3 separate regions of the Mus musculus genome follow, and all the other regions are linked to region 2. The links are chromatin contacts, called in public HiChIP or PLAC-seq and promoter capture Hi-C maps. All regions are on one chromosome and are shown on one strand. The core of a region is the stretch at or near the end of the contact, and the rest is flanking DNA. Distances in the headings are between cores, read along the strand shown. Region 1 holds the start of Hoxb1 (homeobox B1). Region 2 holds the start of Sp6 (trans-acting transcription factor 6). Region 3 holds the start of Hoxb5 (homeobox B5).

The links. Promoter capture Hi-C pulls out the DNA fragments that hold promoters and counts their contacts. HiChIP or PLAC-seq counts read pairs in DNA pulled down with a chosen protein or histone mark.
Region 1: an H3K4me3 HiChIP or PLAC-seq map of embryonic stem cells shows a contact between it and region 2, with 4 times the contacts expected there. The contact joins the promoter of Hoxb1 here to the promoter of Sp6 in region 2. A contact is called at or near these places in 3 of 39 promoter capture datasets (embryonic stem cells and liver), 1 of 484 Hi-C or Micro-C datasets (embryonic stem cells), 3 of 115 datasets of contacts at active chromatin or transcription factors (all in embryonic stem cells) and 1 of 9 other capture datasets (embryonic stem cells).
Region 3: a contact with region 2 is called in a promoter capture Hi-C map of embryonic stem cells, with 10 read pairs. The contact joins the promoter of Hoxb5 here to the promoter of Sp6 in region 2. A contact is called at or near these places in 12 of 39 promoter capture datasets (cranial neural crest, embryonic stem cells, frontonasal cranial neural crest and 6 more), 3 of 484 Hi-C or Micro-C datasets (all in embryonic stem cells), 9 of 115 datasets of contacts at active chromatin or transcription factors (embryonic forebrain, embryonic hindbrain, embryonic stem cells and 1 more) and 1 of 9 other capture datasets (embryonic stem cells).

Annotation. Positions count from the first base shown.
Region 1 is chr11:96,364,328-96,367,027 of GRCm38.p6, reverse strand. It overlaps Hoxb1 (homeobox B1), which reads right to left and starts at 1,270. Exons shown (of 2, transcript NM_008266.5): 1 at 637-1,270; 2 at 1-217. The coding sequence starts at 1,201.
Region 2 is chr11:97,017,378-97,020,220 of GRCm38.p6, reverse strand. It overlaps Sp6 (trans-acting transcription factor 6), which reads right to left and starts at 1,479. Exons shown (of 2, transcript NM_001363230.1): 1 at 1,194-1,479.
Region 3 is chr11:96,302,178-96,304,904 of GRCm38.p6, reverse strand. It overlaps Hoxb5 (homeobox B5), which reads right to left and starts at 1,393. Exons shown (of 2, transcript NM_008268.2): 1 at 730-1,393; 2 at 1-15. The coding sequence starts at 1,291. All of the region lies in intron 1 of Hoxb5os (homeobox B5 and homeobox B6, opposite strand), which reads left to right.

The DNA.
Region 1 (2,700 bases), core at 21-2,520, 650 kb after region 2:
CCCTCTCGCTCGCGTTTCTTCTGCTTCATGCGCCGGTTCTGGAACCAGATCTTCACCTGCGTTTCATTGAGCTCCAGGGTGGCGGCGATCTCCACCCTCCGGGCACGGCTCAGGTATTTGTTGAAATGAAATTCCTTCTCCAGCTCCGTCAGCTGGCGCGTGGTGAAGTTTGTGCGGAGACCGCCGGGAGCGCCCAGTCCCAGCTCGGACACCTTCGCTAGGGGCGGGGCAGGGAGAAAAGCCACGTCAGTTCTCTCACCTCTTTCTCCCTCCCGTCCACTCCTCCTAGTTCAGGCTTGGTCCTCATTCATCATCTACCCAATGCAGATCCTATGTGGCATCACACACCCCCTCCATTAGTAATTACAAAATCTAGAACCAGCCTTCCGCCCATACTCACCTTCAGACAAGAAACGTGAAATACTGGTTCCAAACTGGGCGCACAGACAAGACTGCGGAGACCTCCTTCGGGAGGAGGTAGCCCCGAACTTAGCCCGTGGGAAAATATCTGCTGACTTGAACCCGGAAAGTACTTACCTGCCAGTAAAAGCAGCTGAAGGAATGAATGAAGCCCTGGCTCAGGCCCCTCTGTGTATGCCCGAGCCAAGGAGAGGAAGTGGCTCCTCTGAGCCCTACCTGTCTTAGGTGGGTTTCTCTTGACCTTCATCCAGTCGAAGGTCCGGGGAGTGAGAGTGCTGGGTTCTGACGAGCAAGGCGATTCCTTGTCCTCAGAGAGGAGGTCGTAGGCTGATGCAAAGGTTGCGGTCTGCTCAGTTCCGTATGGGGGCTGCGGCGGAGGATATGGCCCTGAGCCGACTCCACCCGCTCCATAGCTGTCGGGCAACCCCCCTAGCTGGGCTCCGTAGCTCGACGGATGAAAATAGCTTCCATCTCCTTCCGACTGACCCACAGAATAATACTGAGAAGGCCCATAGCTGGGGTTGCAGGCGGCTGGGGCGTACCCCGAGGGAGCGGGGCTGGGAAAGGACACCCCCAGGGATGACGGCGGCTGCTGGACAGGATACCCCGAGTTTTGTTGGAGCGCTGAGCTAGGCAGCCCTCCACCATAGCGGCTCTCCCCTGCGTAGCTGTCAACGGCCGGAGCTGAGCAGGGGGGAAAAGAGGTTGGGGCGCTGTAGGCGCTGGGTCCCCGGTTACAAAGTGGGTACTCTAAAAAGGAACTCATCCTATTATAGTCCATGTAGAGGCCGAAGGAGGGTCGGGCCGTTTGGGGGAGACACCCTCTTGCCCTACAACCTTTCGGCAGTATGTCACAGAGCTGAAGCTTGAGCCCATGGCCCGGGCCAGCTTGGCCCCGCCAGCGATCCCCTAGGAAGGGGCTAGGGAGTGGGGGTGGGGGGGCACATGTGATCTCTCCCAGGCCAATGGGCTAAGCGGGCCAGAGTTTGGCAGTCCCAGCGCCCATCCATCACCCCCCAATCATTAGCATGACAAAGACACTTCAATCACTCTGAGCCCATCCATCTGAGAGCGACATGGAAGCGTCAAAAACATCTTTCTTCAAAGACTTTTTGGAAAGAAGGGACCAGAGGGAGGGGGGGGAGAAGTTGGAAGAATATTCAAGACTTTTACTCCCCTCCCAACCCCCCAAGGCCTTCAATAGGTTCTTGGATTATTAGATTTGGCCAAATTCAACCCAGCTGCCCCTCACTCTCTTCTCCCCTCAAAGAAGCCTACCCCCACCCCAAGGCTGTAGGGCTAGAGACTGGAGAGCCAGACTCCTTACTTATCCCAGAACCCCCATTCCATGTTTCTTTCTCCCAGTTTGTCTTGGGATGGTGTTCTAGGACAGCCTGGTTAGGTCTGTTATCTTGGGACAAAAGGATGACTAGGAAGGGAGAGGGAGACTGTAAAAACACCTCAGGGTGTGAGCCAGGGGTCTAAAATCCAGAAGAATTCATGACAAATCAAGAGGAGGGAAAACGATGGCATTTCAAGGGAACAGGAGAAGGGAAATGGAAAGGTGGAGGGAAGATGAGGGACGCCTCTCTCCATCTCTCTGCATAAACGCTCTCTCCTCATTCGCGAGGCCATTTCTCTCCCTCAGCCTCTCTTTATATTCCCTCTGTCTCCATTCATCTCTGTGTTCGTCCATCTCTCTCCATATTTATATTCGCTCCCTACCTATCCATCAACTCATCTCTCTAGATGTATTTATCCTTTCTCTAGCCATCCGTAGCTGTAGCTGGCTCACTCACTCAGACTTAAATAACTCCCTATATCTCTCCAGAGAGCAGCAATGAAGAGAGCCAGGTGATATTTACAGATGGGTGAGAAGGAAGCGAATTTTTATTCTCTTTTCAAAAGTGTTCAAAACTAGTAAAGATCCTCTGCACTTCTCTGGTCTCCTCCCTGACACCCCTCCATTATCTTTAGTTTCCCTAAAAGTTTCTTTTTTTAAGTTCCAAGCCTCAAATACATAAATCCAAGGCTAGTTAAGTCTCAAAGACTATCCAAAATTTCCATGCATGTTCTAGAATAGATAAAGGGAGTTTAGTTTGCTCAGAGAATGGGAGAATTGGTGTAGAGCTTCTAAACTAAGGCTTAGAAATGGATCTCTCTCTCTCTCTCTCTTCCTTCCTTTCTCTCTCTCTCTCTCTCTCTCTCTCTCTCTCTCCCACTCTCTCTCTCTCTCTCTCTCTTTCTTTCTTTCTTCCTTTCTCTTGGGTTAAGATCAAG
Region 2 (2,843 bases), core at 230-2,729:
AACCGGCTAATAAATATTCCCAGTACTCAATGCAAGAGCCTGAAACAGAAGGCTTTGGCAGCGTGGGCTACGCAATGAGACCCTGTTTCAAAAGGAAAAAAGAAGAAGAAGAAGAAGAAGAAGAAGAAGAAGAAGAAGAAGAAGAAGAAGAAGAAGAAGAAGAAGAAGAAGAAGAAGAAGAAGAAAAAGAGAAGAGAAAAGAAGAGGAAGAGGAGAGGAGAGGAGAGGAGAGGAGAGGAGAGGAGAGGAGAGGAGAGGAGAGAAGAGAAGAGAAGAGAAGAGAAGAGAAGAGAAGAGAAGAGAAGAGAAGAGAAGAGCTTACAATTTCCACCCCTTTCTCTACTACAAATCTGTGACCATAAGGTCCCAGTCTTCTCTCCATCTCTCCCTAGAGCCTTGGAACCTTGCCCGTGTGGGGCCTGGGGTGCAGGAGGCCAATGATTTAGGGCCTTCCCCAAGCAGGACTCACCTGACCCTACCACCTTCCGACTCTGGGACCAGGGAAGTAGCATTGAAAATCTGGGAGAGGCAAGGAAGAGGAGGACCCGGGTGCCTACTCAGGCTCGGGCTGCCTTACCACAAGAAAGGGACTGGGTGAAGCAGCAGGAACGGAGCCTCAGGCCGGGGCGGGGCGGCCCAGAAGGGGTTGGGGCGGGAGCAGTGAGATTCTGGGACCCTAAGAGCTTTTGGAGACTGGGAACTGCCCCAGGGTCTGGGGGATGGGAAGGCTAGGGTGACCAGGTTGCAGAGGGGCCTCTCTGGACAGAGATCCTGAGCCCAGGCCTAGCGTGTAATGGCCTGCCACCAAGGTTGCACGAAAAGAAAGGAGCGAGCACATCGGCTCTCCAATTGGAGAAAGACGGCAGAGACGCCCTAAGTCCCATTGGATCCGCTGCCTCTCCCGTTTCCCGGTACTCAGGCGGTGGGGACTTCCGTTCAAACAAGGTTTTCAATGTTTCAATCCTCCGGTTGTCCCAGTTGCTCCAGTTTCCCCAGTTCCCAAACTCCCTTGGTCCCTCCCGTCCTCCCGGTTTTTCCTCCGTCGGGGCTCCCAGCCCTTCGGATCCTTTAGGACGTCCCCCTCCCCAAGAAGCCAGCTTAGGCTGCGGTGTTCCGAACACCTTTCCCCACCCACCCCCTGACCCCAGATCTCCGCAGCGCGCACCCGTGACCGCGCGGACCCGGGCTCCTACCTGGCGGCTGCGCTCGGGCTTGGGGCACCGCAGGCTGGCGCGCTACAGACGGGCGCTCATGGGCCCTGCGCGCTGGCCGGCTCTCAGCGGCGTGGGACAGGAGCCGAGGGCAAGCCGGGGCTGCGACCGGGCTGGGTGATCCGCGACGGTGGAGGCAGTGAGAGCCGGCGGGAGGGCGGAGGGCGGGCGGGCGCCGGTGAGCGAGTAAGCGAGCGAGCGAGCGAGCGAGCGAGGCCAGCTCCGCCCGTGACTCACCGCACTCTCTGCCTTCATCCTCTCCCCTGCACTCCTTTTTCCCCCGAACCCGCGGCCCCGCCCACCTCACCTGCGGCCGCCTTTAACCCTTGCAGGCTTGGCTGGAGGCGAAGCCCAGCCCAGCGCGAGGAGGGGGCAGACAAGAAGGATGGCTATCCAGGCCACCTCCCTCCCTCTCCCTCACTCCTCCCAGGTCCCCACCACTTCTGAGTTAAGAGCTTGAGTTGCGAGAGTTTTTTCCCCCGAGTTCGGAGACCCGTCCGATGCCATGGAAATCTAACCCGGAGCTGGCCCGGTCCAGGCGGGGAACAAGATTCAGATCCTGGATGGGACGAAGGACAGAGGGTCCTGGAGAAGCTACCGAGCCTTCTTAAGGCACACGTGGCTACCAGTGCTTTTGACCCACCCGTCCTAGCCGCGCAGTGCTAGAACTGAGTGGGAAAAAAAAGGAAACAGGTTTGAAAACTACGTTTCTGGCCGGCCCACACCCAGCACTAAGCCATGAGAGTTCTATCTTGGCTACACCGTTCCCCCGTCCCTTTCCACCACCACTATGAACTTTCCCCTCCTGGTTTCCAGAGATCCTTCCCCTCTCTCCCGTCACTGGCCTTTCTGGGTGATCACCATGCCCTCAATGTCTTCCTCAGTTTCCGGCAAGCCGGGTACCACAGAAATCCACCTCCTAAACCCGCCGCCTTCCTCCCGGTCCGGGTTGCTCAGCCTGCGCCTGACACCCTCGCTGGGGCGCACTGGGATCAGAGGGTTGGGCGGGCATCTGAAAGGGCCTGGGAAGGAACATTTCAGCAGCGGATTGAACAAGACTTTTTGTCGCGGGCTCTTTCCTAGTCTCAGCTGAGTATACGTTTAGAGAAAGGTCTTTTGGAGGAAATAAGCGCACCCGTGCAAAGTCACATTCTGGTACATTTTCAGCACAGCCACACAGCCACTCAGCTACACAGAACTCTCAGGATCCGAATTGGTGGAAATCCTGAGACACTGCCCCACCCCCAGCTCAGGTGGGTACCAGAGTCCCCCTAACTCTCTGCCCTGATGGCCAGATTAGAAGTAGCTCAGGAGCCTTCCCTGCCGCCTTCAGAGCGCGTTGATCTCCCGAGGTGACTTGTTTGTTTGTTTTGTTGTTGTTGTTGTTTTGTTTTGTTTTGTTTTTTCGAGACAGGGTTTCTCTGTGTAGCCCTGGCTGTCCTGAAACTCACTCTGTAGACCAGGCTGGCCTTGAACTCAGAAATCCATCTGCCTCTGCCTCCCAAGTGCTGGGATTAAAGGCGTTTGCCACCACTGCCCTGCTAAACCCCCCCCCCCTTTTTTTAAACAAACACGGGATTTCAAAGCGATTTTCGTTGTTGTTTCTTTCGTTACCGCTGTTGGCTTTCTCTA
Region 3 (2,727 bases), core at 144-2,643, 720 kb after region 2:
CTGGCCCAGTCATATCTAGAGCAGTTAGAGGAGAGCCCCGAGGCAACGTTATTCCGGTTAAAGGAGGGGGCACTGAGTGGGAGGGGGCGGGGAGCAGGACCCAGGCGTCCCCAGCACCCAGCTCACCGCAGCTCCCATCCTCCTCACCCCAGATGCCTGCATCCAGCCTCTATTTCTTCATACCCCCCCTTCTCCAGCAGCCCCCACTTCTGATGGTAGTGAATGCTCCCGGCTTTGTCTCTGGCTCCTTCCCAGTGCCTCACCCTAGGCTGGGTTCAGGCGGCAGCTCGCCCGGGAGGGAAGAGAGCCACTGCACTTTTGCCCTAGAAAGCTCCGTTTATAGCCCATTCCCCCTTTGCTAGCAGCAGTCTCAAAATTTCTGTAATAATCAGGACCCTTCCTCACAATACACAAATCCCATCTTTCATCCTAAAGCCGGTGACTGGCTAGGTAAACAAAACCTAAGCTGAACGTGGCAACAAACTGGCCTTTTTTTTTTTTTTTTAAATGCCTACGCCCAGAAAACAACACTGTTTGGCTCTATCTATGGAGCTGTGGGGACCCTTTCTGACACTTTTCCCTCTTGATGGCAAAAAAAAAGAAAGAAAGAAAAAGAAAAAAAGAAAAGAAAAAAGGGATCTATATTTGAGGCAAAGCCAAGCTTTGCTCGCCCCCACCCCCAACACAGGGCAGGAATGCGGAGAGGACAAAAAAGAGATGGAGAATTACCGTGGCTGATGTGAAGCTTCCTCATCCAGGGGAATATCTGTGGAGTCTGCCCCTCGGGCGCGGCCGTAGAGGTGGCCATGGGCTCTGGCTGTGCTCGAGCCAAGCTGGGGCTGCTTAGCTGGCTCGCCGCTTCCTCGGGCTCAGAGGACGCGCTGGCCTCGTCTATTTCGGTGAAATTGGCGCTGGAGCTGGCTGGGGTCGCCTGGTCGGAAGGGGACGAAGCAGAGGGCTTGGCGCCGTGGCTGTCGCCGTTAGTGCAGGGCAGGGACTCGGGCGAGGACAGGGAGCAGCTGGACGTCGCCTGCCTGAAGCGGGGTTCCTGGGCGGACGCGGGGAAGGCGCGCGAGCTCTCGCCCACCGCCCCAAAGTGGCTGGAGGAGGCCGAGGAGCGGTTGACGCTGAGATCCATCCCATTGTAATTGTAGCCGTAAGAGCCGGTGTGCATGGCAGCGGGATCCCTGTAAGAGCCGCTCAGAGAGCTGCCACTGCCATAATTTAGCAACTGATAGTCCGGGCCATTTGGATAACGCCCCGAGAAGGAGTTTACAAAGTACGAGCTCATTTGGGTGATTTTGGAGGGCTTGATTTGTGGATCGTGGTCGTTATAACCCTGTGCTTCACGATTTATGATGTATTAATGAATTATAGCGATGCACTGTACTTCGTTTTGCTATGTATGCGGCCAAATATGGGGGGGGTTAGAAGGGGGATGGGGGGGCGTTAGGGAATCACGTGCTTTTGTTGACCAGTCGTAAATTCTCACTGATGACCTCAAGAGGTAATTCATGCTCTATGGTTACAAATAATGACGATCGGAGAATCGTTAGGGCCGATTCAATGCGAGCCTCCGAGAGGGGGGGAGAAAGTGAGAAGGGGGAAAAACAGGGAGAAGGTTGACGTTGGCCTCTGAGCAGAGCGCGCCACCTCCCGGCGATTGACGGGAGCGCGGGCCGCAGGCCGCCATGGCGGCTTCGGCAACCTCTTTGCTGGCTCTGTGCAACCGCCAAGCCAAGAAAGAAACCCGGCCCGCAGCTCACTCACAGGCTTGAACCTTTAGGAAGATGGATTTGAGTCTTTTGCCTACTTCGTTAGGGTGCGGCTATCCCCTCTATTTGTGGCCTCTCTGACATTATCATCACCATTATTATTTTAACTCTGGGTAATATAATCAAAATGAAGTTGCTTGATCTTCCCTCCTTAGGCTTTGCCAGTCCCCAACTTGGGTAAGGAAATGGGGGGAAGGATTATAAGTTGTGTGTGAAAAACAATTATAAGAATTTTGTTAGCTCAGCCAGGTCTGCTTCTTGGCTAGGCTTCAGCGGCGGGTCCACAACACGAGAGAGAGCCGCAGGACTAGGCTGGAGGGAGGCTGGAAAAGGCAGGGAAGCTCTTCGTTCTCCTGGGCCCCTGGGAAGTTTGGATTTTTCCTTCTGACCTCTCATCCTTAGCCTAGGCCTAGGAACCGAGGTAAACAGGGACCCTAGAAGAGAAAGATGGTCGGTCGGCCAAAGACTAGAGAGACAACCGTCTGAGCGGTTAAGGTTTGGTGGTAACTCTTCTGCGGGAGTTTGGGGTTTAAACAGATCCCCTTTAACAAGCTCGCCAGATGCCAGCTATCTCATTCAGAGACCAAATCCAAAGCCTTGTGTTGCTGGTGGCCAATAATTGGAGAATTTGCTCATGGCCTTACCGCCTTCCCTGGGAAGGTGTTCGGAAGACCGGCGGCCCCTTGCTGAGCTCGCTGGGCGGCCAGAGATCTCCGCAGCTGGGCCCCTTCTGCCAGACGGCTATTTTCTTTAAAAATAAAAAAAGGAGGGGGGAGAGGGAGAAGGAAGAAAAGAAAACGGGGCCTGAAGCTTGCTGCTCGGGTGTGGGTGGCAGTAAAGAGAAAATGAGCCATTTTGGGTTGAGAAGGTGAGACTAAAGGCGCCATCACCTGGACCCCTGCCCTCGGGTCTCCAAAGAGCAAGATAAAGTCGGGCCCTTGCAGCCTTCTGC